Regions from separate parts of the Mus musculus genome. Here all the other regions are linked to region 3. Evidence: chromatin contacts called from public Hi-C and HiChIP or PLAC-seq data. All regions are on one chromosome and are shown on one strand. The core of a region is the stretch at or near the end of the contact, and the rest is flanking DNA. Distances in the headings are between cores, read along the strand shown.

Region 1 (4,594 bases), core at 890-3,389, 820 kb before region 3:
CACCCAGGGATATTTTATTTTAAATGTTTTGGTTGATTGGTTGCTTTGAAACAGGGTTCTCGACAGACCTGGCTGTCCTGGAGCTCACTATGTAGACCAGACTGGCCTCAAACTCAAGAGATCCACCTGCTCTACCTCCTGAGTGCTGGGACATGCTCCACAATGTTCAGCAAAGGTTTTGGGAGGGGGGAGTTGGAGGGACACATGAAGGTACACATGGCTGGGGATATCCATAGAGTTCCAAGAGGGCGCGGTATACTCTAGATTATAAGCCACCTGCTGTGGGTGCTGGGAACCGAATCCTTTTTCTAGAGCAGCAAAAGTTTTTCTAGCTGTGTTAGCAGCCGAGACATCTCTCTCCAGCCCCAAGGATTTTCTTGTAAACCAAGGCCTCTCTGATGTAAACTCTGCTTGATTAATTAGCACCTACTCTAGCTATTGTGAATCTTGCTCATCTTTTGTGGATCACCTTAAATTATATTTTATTCCCTGATAGGATCCTTCATCCTGCACACTCTGACTGAGGAATTCTTACTGCTAGTTATCATTCTGTCATGCCAATATAAATTCGTTCACCTGTACTCTTGTCAACCCCTGTGTGTGTGTGTATGCACATACATGTGTGCACACTCAAGAGTTTGGGTATGTATGGGGGGGGTTCATGTGTACATGTATGTAGAGGTTATCTTCAGAAAGGCCACACTGAGGTAGGACCCACTCACCTAGAGATTACCAATTAGGCAAGGCTAGCTCTACTGCCCCAGCACTGCAGATTACAAGCGTGTACCACCATGTCTAGCATACTTATGGAAGTTGTAGTGACTGAACTCAGGCATTTCCACTCCACAGTAAGTACTTTATTATCTGAGCTGTCCTCATAGCCTTTATCCATACCTTGAATGCTTTCGATACTCGAGAATGCTCTCCTAATTTGCCTGTGGCCCCCTTGTTCTTCGAAGGAACAAGGTTGTCTTGCCTCCTGCTTTTCTCTCCTTACCATACACCAGGCAATCAGCCAAAGCTTCTTGAATGAATGAGTGAGCGAAACCAATGATCACGAGCCATGGCATTTGAAAGCGAGCTTTGGAACCAGCCAACCGTGTGCTAAGGTGATTTTCCTTCGGAGGTTCCAAAGGCTTCTTAAGCAATTCCGCTAATTAAAAGGAGAAAATTGACTTGAATGTGGGGAAAGCAATAAATACGAAAGAGTCGCCTCATGTTGCACTTAGTATGTTCAGAAATAACACTTAATCAAATATGACCCAGCAATGAAAATATGTAGGATAAGATTTTGGTCTACACATCTCAGAGTTCCATAGTTAGAGGTTACTATGGCCTAGGCTCACGTGCACAGAGTTTGGTTTCCCTTTGCTTATGTAAAGCTGTTGTGTTTCAGAGTATCCCAGAATGCAGCAGTGAGGGGTTTCTTCTAGGTGAGCTTCAGTAAAGATACTCTCAGTCCTGCATTGATGGTCAAGAGCTCAGGGCACAGCAATAGCCACCTCCCACCCCCACCACCCCCCATGACAATCACCCCTGACCACAGAGCTCAGGGCACAGCAACAGCAACCTCCCACCCCCACCCACATGACAACCACCCTTGGCCACATGCAAGCCTCTCTGTTCACCCATGAATGTGTTCCTCACAAACATTTTATACATGCCACAAGGTGGAAACACATGAGAAGTAACCAGAATACCGGAGTGAGTGAGTCTTCTACTCTGCAGCTGGGCCCGTGCACAGAAGTGCCACCCCTCCCCCAGTAACAGATGGGCAAAATAATCAAAGCCTGCTGTAATATAAAACCAGAAAGAAAGAAAGAAAGAAAGAAAGAAAGAAAGAAAGAAAGAAAGAAAGGAAGGAAGAAAGAAACCCAGATACAATCCAAGAGACAGAAAGACAACTAACAGGCCTAAAATTGGAGTATTCTGCATGAGTAGTTTATTTATTGTGGGAAAAATACGTATTATTCAACCTGGTCTCAGAATGTCTCTTGGGGACTGAGGTGGTCTTCATTTAGGAAAATCTCTCTATGAGCTGTTTGAGGGCAAGGGGAGGCAAGAGAGAAGGAAGACAACCTTTATGGGCCAGCCTCTTATAATGGTATGAAAATTTGAGAACAAAGGGGGTTGGGATGAGAGAGAAAAAGAGCAGGCAATTTGCAAAGCCACGTCTGGGGATGAAAAATAGCCCTGCTAGCCAAGAATAGCGGGATGTTTACTCTGCCATTTAAAATTATTCTTAGTCCTGGGATTTTCACTCTTGACAAATGTGGGTAAAATCTCCACACCCATAATCTGTTGTGTGATTTCGACTCTTTTATCCAGATTGCAGAAAGTCTGTGTTTGAGTGGGCACAGCACCGAGAGCAGGGGCTAGAGGAAGAAATAAGACACACAGAGGAAGAAAGGGGCACAAAAGGAGACCTGGTCAGCAAACCCTGGGAAGACAAAGAATTCTTCACAGAGGATAGTAGAATTTTACATACATCCAAAAATGTATGAAATCAACATGTAAGGAAACCTGGGCAAGATCCTAGAGGTCAGCAGCTGCACTCCGAGGTACAGTGTACATGGAATGTGAATACAGAGGTGTTATGCACGCATGAAGACACGTGTGGCGTATCATAAAACATGTCTGTATCATAAAAATGAGGGGCTCCTGAGCTCTGGGAACCCGCTTTGCAGGATCTGTCCCCTTAGATCCTTTTCTTTGGGTATGGTCACAAATCCACCAGACCCTGACCTAGATAATAAAGAAACAGGGGCTGATAGTTAAGTGGTAGAGAGCCTGCTTAGCAGATACAAATTCTGGGTTCATGGCTTAGTGCCACAAAATAATTTTTTAATTTGATTAATTGTATATAATAATTGTATACATACTTTTGTCAGAGATGTCGTATTTTCATAAAGCTACAAATTAATCATAAAGAAGCTCTCTTACGTATAAAATATGCAGACAGGAATGTCTCATGTAATTACAAAATTGTTCTTCCCAATCTGTGTATCTGGGCTGTTTTTTCCTGTCCTTAGAGCTGCACTGACTATTCTCAGTATTAACTGTTATTCTGTGTTTAATGGGTGGCATGTGGCTGGTGGTTGGGTAAGCACAGGGCCACAGTTTCCTATATAGACCACGATCCTAAGTTACATCCTATATCCGTCACACACTTGAGACTGCAAAGGCTGGGGTCCTTTATAAGAATACTGGATATCTGCTCATCAAGTTGCTTATTTTAGTTTTAGTGTGGGCTGGTGGCTTTCTTCCTGAGATTTGAAATGATGGGACAAATGAATTGAGATGCTTACCTAGAAGAAAATTACAGTGTTTGTGCAACTCTTGACCAGAGCACCTTACTTGTTAATATGTGTACTACTAAAATTCCCTTTACAAAAAACAGAACTTTTGTTAAATGACTCTAATGCCTGATCCCATTAAATTCAACCACAGCTGATGGTGTCAAAAGCTGGCAGGGAAATGGTTAAGATCTCTACTTCTGTCCTTAATTATATTTAAATTAATTTTAGCATGCAGACTGAGTATGCTCACAGAGCTATGGAATAATCCACTGTTCTAAGAACCACTAATTCCTAATTGACGTAGTAGCTTATAATTGTATTTTCATAGTGTTTAGTAAAAACATTCAGCTTGTTAAAAAAAAAAAATTAAAGGCCCATAATATGAAACTTATGATCAAAGAAATCAGCTGAGATCTATTTGCAACACATTTTTTCCTTTCTGAAAAGGGGTGGGGGTGGGGCACTCATCGTCTTATTTGGGTAACACAAAGGCAATTTTTAAAGCTCGGGTACATGTGCAAAGTTGTACAAAAGAACAAAGCCTAGTCTTTGTGGCAACACGTTCCTTCTCAGGAAATACATCTCACTAGATAGGCTCAGGATCCTAGCACTTTGAAAATGTGTCTTATATCCCTGCATTGTACTAAATCTAGAACACCCGCCCGCCCGCACAAATGGAAGCTATCTTTGAAAGCAAAAGAAATAAATTACTTTCCGCAACAAAAAATAATAAAGAGAACTGTAGAACACAGTTACATTGAAAATAGTAGCCATGGGCAAGAAAAACGAGGAGACAGAAAGGGCCTCATTAAAAATTCAGAGGATATTGGAAAAGGCAAATTCGGTCTGCTCACCTCCAGCAAAAATGCTGAAGGATATTTGATGAGTATAACACACAAAACAATGCCCCTATGAAACTTAAAAGTTGACATATTCTGGTATCCTGAGTGTAAAGATAAAATCCACTTATTGTATGTAATATAAGCTTCATGTGGATCAGTGAACACAGATCACTAAAGGAAACAAACTATGGGTTAAGCAGATGCTCAAAGCCACAGGTCTGGTGACCAACAGCCAAATGGTAGTAACATACACCATCTCTGTGTATGCCACATTCCTGAGTGGCCTTCACAACTGTAAGACACCCCTAAAACTACCCCATCAACACAGATAATAATCAGAGGCCCTGAAAGTTCTTCTGGTCCAGTCCTGAAGAGGCAGCTTGATCACACCTAATCAAAAAGTCCAAGTAACTTCAGATTCAGAAACTTCTCAAACATCAACATGACACTGCA
Region 2 (4,849 bases), core at 426-2,925, 570 kb before region 3:
ATATAGTTTCAACCAACACATTATTTGGAGAGTCTCATGGAGCCCAGGCTGGACTCAAACTTGGTATATGGCTGAGAATAACCTTAAACTTCTGATCTTCCTGCTTTTACCTTCCCCAGGCTGAGGTTCCAAGCCTGTGCCACCATACTCAGTTTATGTGGTGATGGGGATCAAAGCCAGAGCCGTGGCTATGCTAGGTAGGAACTCTATCAACGTAGCTGCTTGGACTGGATGGTTTTGTGTGTCAGCTTGACACAAGTTAGAGTCACCTGAAGGAGAGGAACCGCAGCTGAGAACAGTGCCTCCACGAGACTAAGCTATAGGGCATATTCTTAATTAGTGATTGGTGGGGAAAGGTCCAGTCCATTATGGATGGGGCCATCCTTGGGCTGGTCTCAGGTTCTTTAAGAAAGCAGGCTGAGCAAGCCGTGTGGAAGCCACGAGAAGCCATGGCCTCTGCATCAGCTCCTGCCTCCAGGATCCTGCCTTGTTTGAGGTCCTGTCCTGACTACCTTCAATGATGAGCAGCAATATGGACGTGTAAACCAAATAAACTCTTTGCTCCCCAGCTTGATGTTCAGCCAGTGTCTCATTGCAGCAACAGAAACCCTAAGACACTACTTGAAGAAAAGCTTTTTCGTAAGTTATATATAATAGAGTATAAGGACAGAGAAGGATTGGAAGAGCTAGTGACTAGAGCTAAAAGCCAAAGGGCTCCCCCCAGAAGAAGCTCAACTCTGGAGTAGGGAAACTACCACCTGATTGGCTATCTTCTCTGCCCCCTTTCTCTCCCCCCTCCCTCCCTCCTTCTCTCCTCTCCTCTCCTCTCCTCTCCTCTCCTCTCCTCTCCTCTCCTCTCCTCTCCTCTCCTCTCCCTCTCCCTCTCCCTCTCCCTCTCCCTCTCCCTCTCCCTCTCCCTCTCTCTCTCTCTCTCTCTCTCTCTCTCTCTCTCTCTCTCTCTCTCTGAATGTGCTTATGTATGATCAGATGGTGTCTATGATTGGCTGAATCACAAGGCTCCACAAAACAAAAAACAAAACACCAATACTAAGTTAGGTGTTAGTTTGTCTGCATGCCAAGCTAGGATACAGTTTGCTAAATCTGCACTAAAATGTGAGACCGCCGCAGGCTTGCCTGTTTACTTTGTTCTAACACTACATTAGATGGTAATGAACGTTAAAATATAAAGCTGAGAAGAGGGGAAGAGTATAGGGAGACTGTCTGTGAGATGTTATTTGGGGGAGGGGGAGGGAATCAGCGATTGCTTCCCTTCAGAATGTAGTGAAGATGTGAAGAAGGCTGGGAGGGGGGCGTGGGGGGCGGGGTTCGTGCAGGCATATGCAAAACAGCCTTCCAGACACAGCAGAGAACATGTCTAAAGACTATAGGCAGGAGCATGCTGGACACTGGAGAGACACAGGAGAGGCATGAGGCTGCAGCGAGAGGAGAAGATGGAGGAGGCCCACATGAGGTCCAGAAGGGGACACAAGATCCACCACCAAGTGCACTGAGACCATTTCCCTCTCATTTCTTCTTAACCGAAATTTAACAAACAAACAAAACACCAAAAACTTGAGACACATGTAACTTGTATGGCTGCCCGAAGGAAGAAAGAAGAGAATGCCTAACAGAAGCCAGGCAGCTGCCTTCCTGTGTATGGAGAGGTTTCACAGAGAGAAAGTCATTCAGCTAGACGCTTGTTATGTAGCTAGTCCTGAAACACCAGGGCCCCTTCTGGGGAGCTTAGTCTCTTCAATAAATGAGTTTAGAAATGGTCAAAATCAGAAGCCCATGGACAATTTTTTTTTTTTTTTTTAGAGTTTAAAAGAAAAATTCCAGGGCAGGCAAGCTGTAAACCTCAGTAGCTGCCCAGAGGAGGAGAAAGGGGAAAAGGACCAAAAAGGCCACAGCAGTTGAGTTGAACCAGCATGGAGGTCAGACACATGTCCGGACAGGCATCTGCATGGTCAGGCACAGACCCTAAGCCAGAGTGTCAGCCAGTGAGCATGATTAGAAGAGAGACGAGAACTATCGTGCTTTCCTGCACGGTGGAAAGAAGTGTGCAGATGTAGGAAGCTGCAAGTGCGGCTCTGGCAGAGACTGCCCGCACTGAGGTTTTAGATCTGCTACTTTTCTTGGTACTCTGACCAAATAGCTGATGAAGCAACTTGAGGGAGGATGGGTGTATTTTGGGTTCACACGTGGATGTAGACCATCACAAAGAGGAAGGCACTGTGACAGGCTGGAGGGAGTCGGGGCTAGGAATGTGGGAGCGGGGAGGGATGGGGAGTAGGGGGAAAACAGATAGGAGACAGCAAGCAGGCCTGGCTATAAACCTACCGTGACTCACTTCCTCCAGCCAGACCCCTACCTCCCAAACATTCCATATCCTCCCCCAAACAGTCTCAGCAGCTGGGGCAAATGATGAAACACCTAAGCCCATGCTGATAGTTCATTCAAACCACAAAGAATGAGAAAATATGGGGAAACAGGGGCAGAGCAGAGGAAAGAAAGCTCTCCTACTTGCAAGGAGAGCCCCTCCAGGCCCCTAATCTGAGTTCTGATGTAGGTTCTCTAGGACCCCCACTTGGTTTGAAATTGCTACCCCTGCAGGGCTGTAGAGCAAGGAAGGGGGTCAATGGGTTCTAAGTTCTTCCATCCTGGTTGTCTTCTGAGAATAGATACAGTACAGCAAGTACTTGAACAAATGAAGAGGCTTCAAAATCTCTTTAGTTTGGGCACCTCCCACCTTTGCCTCCAGTAGACAGCAATCACCCCAATAGAACTTTCCTGAAGAGAGAGGAGTCTTCAAGTCACACTCCGGATGGAGTCTGGAACTCAGAGGGGTGTCATGCTGCTCAGTCAAGAAAATACCAAGGAAGAGGGTTTTTTTTTGTTTTTTTTTGTTTTTGTTTTTTTTTTTTTGTTTTTAGATGGCAACAAGTTAATTTGGGCCCCTGCCTAAGTGGCCATTCTTCCTCCATCTTCCAACTTGAGTCGCAAAGAGGGCACCTCAGGGGGACATAGTTGAACAAATGGCAGAGGCTGGCCACCTGCATGAGGAGAGAAGGGTGCTTGCCCAAGGATATCCCCAAGTCTCTGGTCAACAGAATCATTCTCCAGGCCCCTAATCTGAGTTCTGATGTAGGTTCTCTAGGATCCACACTTGGTTTGAAATTGCTACCCCTGCAGGGCTGTAGAGCAAGGAAGGGGGTCAATGGGTTCTAAGTTCTTCCATCCTGGTTGTCTTCTGAGAATAGATACAGTACAGCAAGCTTCAAGCTTATTCTGTAAAAGACTGAAGACTCGCCCCCTCCCCCATTAAGAAACAGTCTCTCTCTCTCTCTCTCTCTCTCTCTCTCTCTCTCTCTCTCTCTCACACACACACACACACACACACACACACACACACACACAGAGACACACTTTTCTCTTTTTAATTATTTTGGGACATTGTATGAGTGATTTTTGTAACAGTCCAGACAAATTGGACTGTTAACTGATATCTATAACCAGACAGGATGAAACTTGTCTCAACTGAGGTTTAAAGGTAGCTTTTCCATCAGGTTGAGATTTGCAAGGAGAAATTCCCAAGCCTTGAGTTTCCATTGGGGATCCCCCCCTGAGAAGAAGTCAGAACTCGCCAGGTGCCAGCCTTGCAAGTGAAGGGGGACTTGACCACCGAGATGTCTCTAATAAGTGACAAAATTCATGTGGGTAACAACTTGACATTTCTTTATGTTCAAGTCTCTATGGAAATAGAATGCACAAATTAATAGTCTTAGGAGACCCGTGTGGAAGAAAACCAGAATGGGGATCATGGACTCCATTAACTCACTCGTCTCAATCCTCTAATGAGACGATCACTGGGGAATGGAGAGGGGGCAGGATGTTCAGGGCATGCAGATGCTTTTAAAAGCTCACAAGCATCCATTTTACCAAGATTCATAGCAGCGCCTTCCATTGAATGTGGAACAGTCTTAAAGTACAGCAGCTGGCTCTGTCTGGAAAGGAAGCAGTAACTTCTCTAAAGATACTGTTTGCGTTGACAAGTTATCTGGTTTTTTGCTTTTGTTTCTGTAACACTCTGCAGGTTGTAACTCAAAATCTATTGTTGTATCAGATCAGTTTCCCCACAGGTGAAAAATGCAGTAACAACCACACATAAAATTCAGTGCTGTCTGCTAAGACCTGCACAAGAGTCATCGAGATTCTGGGGGCCTGGGCCATAGAGATGGAGAAAATACTTAGGGTAAACAAGTCTGCTTGCTGATTACATTCTAATAAAACTGCTCATTCTGTCAGAAAGTGGCGAGAATTAAATACAAACAGATTTATTTAAACCCAGTTGTACTACTGTGCAATAGATTGCTTTAACCCCATTCTGACATTTGTCATTAAATACATGGTGCTGTTTCTATGGATAGAAGTCGGCTGAGCTGAAGGTGTCCATTTCTACAGCCCGGTTCTACAGTTTTACTGTTTACAGTTTGAGAAAGTTACACACTATAGGACATATTCAAAGTTGCACACGCTTGAAAGTCTATCCAACAGCATAATTATAGATTTGGGGAGAGTCCGAGGAGAGGAGGTGAATCAAAGCACATTGTAGAAATTCTTAATGAACCAATAAACAAATAAAGTATAACACAGATTATAAACTAAACTAGAAAGTTGCACTCGTAGCCATCCTGGGTACTGACTACGAGGCAGGCACTTTATCTGTAGTTGAGCTCCAATCCATCCCAGCAACCTTGCCAGGCAGGATTAATATTCCTATGCTTAGATGATAAAGTAGAAACTTAGCAAAGTTTCCCAAGGTTAACTTAAACTTTAGCCAGGATTAACA
Region 3 (4,559 bases), core at 142-2,641:
GGAGTCCAGTGGGAAAAGAGACAGCAGCTATGACACCAACAGAAAAGCTCTCCCATCCTCAGCACCACATCGCTGGGCATTCATATAGGCCACTTTCCATTTTCAGAGCATTCAGAGTATCACACGACAAAATCCAGGAGGGTTACTTCTGTGGGTAAAGTCACTAAGCCGATGGTATTAAGATACAGTCACGGCTCTAGAGTCCAACCTAGAGTATCCTGAGATACCGCACGTCGTCATGCTGTATGTAGCCTAGAAAACTCAGTGATGAGGAAAGTCTTTACTAACACTGTTTGTGTTCTACAGGGCAGATGCAGTGCCTTCCAATCACAACCAAAGCAGCCAGATGGGAGCTCTCTGCGGGCCTTCCCTGTGCTGCCCTAACACTAGTTAAGTCCTTCAGCAAGCTCTAAACATACTTCCTCACGCCACAGACCTCGGGCACTCTGTCTCTTTTAGTATTTCAGCCATTCTTTAGTATGCAGCCCAGTGGCATTCGTGGCACACTTCCTTCACTGGTCTCTCATTCTGAAACATGCCAGAAAGAGAATCTTGGTGATGCATAAAGCAAAAGCCGCATCAGCTTCTATAAATACAATACAGTTTTTAAATAAGCAAAGAAAATACATTTTAGTAGCTATTAACTCTTTTACATGTATATCATACTTTAATTTGTAAGTTGTTTCAAAGGCCAAAGATCATTTGGCTGATTTAAATAAGCAGCTGCTCTGCTTTGTTAAAATAACTATTGCAATGGTAAGCAGTTTAGACTGACTAGTCACGTGACTGCCACTAAGGATGGCGAGCATCACTCCCAAACAAAATCAGAGTGATGATTTATTTTAATAAATTGCAGACAGCCGCGATCATGAATGACATCACCTCCATCCACTGCTGAGAGGAGACACTGAACAGATGAAGTGCTGTTTAAAGTCAATGGGGCCCTGACTTAGGGGACAGAAGGATTAATGAGAAATCGAGGATCTGCCACATGGTGCTGCTGGGCTGCTCGCTGTGGTCTCAGTGCATGCGAAGCCCCAGGGCCCCACCTGGTACCCTAACTGTGCACTTATGTTTCATTACACCTTGGCCATTGCTATGCATGCTGATTACCAGCGAGTATCAATTCCTCTCACTGTCGCACACCTCTGCAGTGCCCCAGCACTCAACTGTGAAAACTCCGGCACTCCACTCCTCAGAACACAAGGCCCATGCTGCTAAAACCACAGAGAGTAAATTATTTGTCACTCGACGGGGTGCCAATTCGGTTTCCTGAGGATGACATCATGCCCATTTTACCAATAACAATGGCACTAACAAGACCTTGTAATCAACAAACCTCAGGCCTCTCCCAGCCCTGGCAGGTGCAACTCTCTTTATGCTAAAAATAAGCCAACATTAGCTTCAGCTCCAAACTATTTCTTTTATCACAATGCTAAGCAGAAGTTGGCTTCCATAAGGCAGTGCAGCTGCTGCTGCCGAGGCCGCTTCTGCAGATGCCTGCATTAATTGTATCAAGGACATACTGAACTAAGTGCTTATTCAGCACAATGGCTATTGGGGAGCAGCTGGAGGCACAAGACAAACTGTCTTGAAGGGAATGTCCCAGCCCAGTGTGTAAATTACAATGATGAAGTACAAAGAGTCTAAGTTTAAGGGTCTAATATAACTGCAGAGTGGGGCAAAAATGTAGTGTTATCAGTGGAGGCCAGATCCAATAAATAAGGAAGAGAGACTTGCAGATTTCACCACCATTGCAGTCACTGCTGTGGGAGATGCTGAGACCCATTTCCACCCAGGAGGAAGGGGACTCCTCACTTAAAACTATCAGCGGTGCCGGCATTGACCAGCTTGCATGTGCAGGTCAGAATACAATCCCCTCATTGCAGTAATAAGTGGCAAAATCAAAACAGCCTTGTTTACTACACATAAGCAAGACTTGGCTGAAAATTAAAGAGACTGGCTAGTTTTCTTCCTGGGTTATTCAAGGGGGTGCCTATAAGCATCACTGCCTGCTCTCCAGGCATGTTCTCCTCTTACGTTAGTGAATCTCCGTGAATTCAGGGTGATTAAACACTATTCCAGCTGACAGGTAATTACAGAGCTTCTGCCCATAGGAGTTTAGATAGGGATGGAGAAAATGTGCCTGCAAACACCCCAGGAGCATCCTGAGTGGCTTTGCTACTATGGACAGAACATGAGCAGAGAGGACAGGGCAGGCTCAGATTATAAAGTCAGATTCTGAGATTATGGCTTCTCTCTCAGTCTGTGCCAGGGTCTCTTCTCTAGAAAAGTGGAATGAGGATGGCCACACCCATGCATTAGTTGGGAAACTGACCTGAAAGCAGGCAGTCGATCCAATAACAAGATCCCTATGACTTGATCCTCCCCATAAGCCTCTGCGCAAAGATACTCAGATGTAAATTCAAGCCTTGGGAAATTAAAATTGCTCTTTTTTTCCCCCCAAAGAATTAAGAAATGGTTAAAATGAGAATACTGATACATGAATGTCAACCATACACATAGTACCAGTACAATTTGTTGTTATTTCAGCTAAGTTCTAAAGTGGTGTAGTACATTAAAGAGGTAGATGCTCTGCTACGGACTCTGAAAAGCATCCTCAGACAAGATTACCTGCACCAGTACTCAGCCTGGACCCCAAACCCTCACTGCCTCAGGCTCCACTTTCGTGTCAGTACAGAACTTCTCAGCAATGTTGTCATCACAGCGAAATGCTGTTACTGTCATATACAAACCACCATATAATATGCATTTCTTTACAAGCCCAGATGGTATGAGGCTAGATGCAAGCCATCTACCCAACTTTATCCTAATAGATACAATGTAAGTGAGCTGACCCTAGTATCTAAACTTCATAGTCTAGAAAATATTAAATATCTGTATGGACAGTTGAAAAAGTAAAACAAATTCAAACATGAAAGAAAACAATTTGTTGAATAAAACAAAGAGCAAGGCAACTCCCATGTCCAAGTGGGTCCTTATGAGGTCTGTCCTGTGCAACGGTCCTTGGAGGGTATTCGGTATCTGACAGCTCTATTAGCCCTGGAGCCTTATCCAGCATGTTTATTTTTAATAGGTTTCCCTTACAAACAGCTGCCTACGATGCTAGCTTTTCTTTCTTCCTTGGACCTTCCGTAAATATTTGAAGCAACCACCCATTAACCGCAGCACATCTCTTCAGTCCTGTTGTATGGCCTGGGGACTGGAACTGGCTCTTCTTCTCTTTTGCTATCTACTGGCCACACTAGAAAACCCCTGCTGTTTGGGTTCAATCTGTCAAGGTTCAAATTATCCTCCAACTGAGAGCTAATCAAGGGCCTCTGACCTGGTTTGCAAATAAACTCAGAACAAAAGTGGGTTTATTTTTGTTCTTTCTAGGGACCCTTAGTTCTCACAAACTGAAGCAAAATACAAGCACACCACAAATGCAATTGCCTAAAATCAGAAACAGGCACAACTACCCCCTGAAGATGGACGGGACTTACCAAGCGCCTCAGAGGTACCCGTTTTCAAGCTATAAATCCATTTTTTATAGAAATTGGTTTGCAAATACATTTCAAATTAAAAGTCACAGTTCATTTAATGCTAGTCTGCAGCATGCAGAGAATGTAGATGTGAAGCGCTGGGGCTACCCCAATGAGGACACTGGAGATTCCAAGTATCTTTATGGATGACAAGCTTCAAGTTGCTGGGTACACATGGCGGAATTAAGCTTTCCGCACCATTAACATCATTACGGTAGTCACCGTATATAGACTTCTACACTATGAAATATGAACGAGTTTCCTTTTAAATTTTTCCTGTTGCCTCTGCTGCTGCTGTTTCAGACAGGTTTCACTCTGGCCCTGACTCTGGAATATTAATAATATATCTCAATACATTAAGGTCCCAGGGACAAAAATTACGCCTTTGGTCTGAAGCTCAGAGTTCTTTTATTAGGTATCTAATCTTAGGAAGCAGCCTAGGGCAGCAAAGCTGACCACACAGGAGACGCTTGAGGACATCACAGAGCACTGTGACTGCAGTTCTAGGGAGGTCTTGCCTTACATGGCTATCAACTGACGAAACGTCTTGCCTTACATGGCTATCAACTGACGAAACGACCGCGTTATTACAATGCAGCAAAGGACAAGGCAACTGGCTCCTTAAGGAAGAACTATGCATTTTAAACTCTTCCTCCAGCAGCAAGCAGGGCTAGCTGCACCAGCAGCAAGCAGGGCTAGCTGTGGCACCAGCAGCAAGCAGGGCTAGCTGCACCAGCAGCCAGGAGTCACTGAGCATGGAACGGAAGGATGGGATGAAAGGCCAGAGAGAGGGAAAAGTACAGAGATTACCTGGTACTCAATTCACAGTCAACATAAAGAGTGATGAAGCAGCATAGCATGCCAGTTATAGCCAAAAGCACACAGTGGTCATCAAAAGCGCCATCACAGTGCAAACAGGGGGCTGGGGGGAGGGGGCAGGACTACAATCAGATATGGACAAAGATTCGACCTGGCTTGTGAAATAAGGCTTTGTTGATTTCTGTTAGCTGTTTT

The links. Hi-C and Micro-C count contacts between places; a contact is called where the count stands out from the background. HiChIP or PLAC-seq counts read pairs in DNA pulled down with a chosen protein or histone mark.
Region 1: an H3K4me3 HiChIP or PLAC-seq map of embryonic basal ganglia shows a contact between it and region 3, with 5 times the contacts expected there. The contact joins two enhancer-like sites. A contact is called at or near these places in 1 of 15 datasets of contacts at CTCF or cohesin (large pre-B cells) and 2 of 115 datasets of contacts at active chromatin or transcription factors (differentiating embryonic stem cells and embryonic basal ganglia).
Region 2: a contact with region 3 is called in a Hi-C map of uterus, with 2.6 times the contacts expected there. The contact joins two enhancer-like sites. A contact is called at or near these places in 3 of 484 Hi-C or Micro-C datasets (cardiomyocytes, muscle stem cells and uterus), 1 of 115 datasets of contacts at active chromatin or transcription factors (embryonic basal ganglia) and 1 of 9 other capture datasets (embryonic trunk).

What each region holds. Positions count from the first base shown.
Region 1 is chr13:28,791,627-28,796,220 of GRCm38.p6, forward strand. All of the region lies in intron 2 of 2610307P16Rik (RIKEN cDNA 2610307P16 gene), which reads right to left. Among named protein-coding and RNA genes, the nearest start is that of Mir6368, 83 kb to the left of the region's middle. Within about 2 kb of position 2,140, at least 30 of the 459 cell types and tissues checked have an H3K27ac peak or open chromatin away from gene starts, as enhancers often do. A contact at or near this core is called in embryonic basal ganglia, where this site is marked.
Region 2 is chr13:29,042,521-29,047,369 of GRCm38.p6, forward strand. No RefSeq gene overlaps it. Among named protein-coding and RNA genes, the nearest start is that of A330102I10Rik, 29 kb to the left of the region's middle. Within about 2 kb of position 1,676, at least 6 of the 459 cell types and tissues checked have an H3K27ac peak or open chromatin away from gene starts, as enhancers often do. A contact at or near this core is called in uterus, where this site is marked.
Region 3 is chr13:29,609,205-29,613,763 of GRCm38.p6, forward strand. All of the region lies in intron 9 of Cdkal1 (CDK5 regulatory subunit associated protein 1-like 1), which reads right to left. Among named protein-coding and RNA genes, the nearest start is that of Cdkal1, 240 kb to the right of the region's middle. Within about 2 kb of position 1,392, at least 64 of the 459 cell types and tissues checked have an H3K27ac peak or open chromatin away from gene starts, as enhancers often do. A contact at or near this core is called in embryonic basal ganglia and uterus, where this site is marked.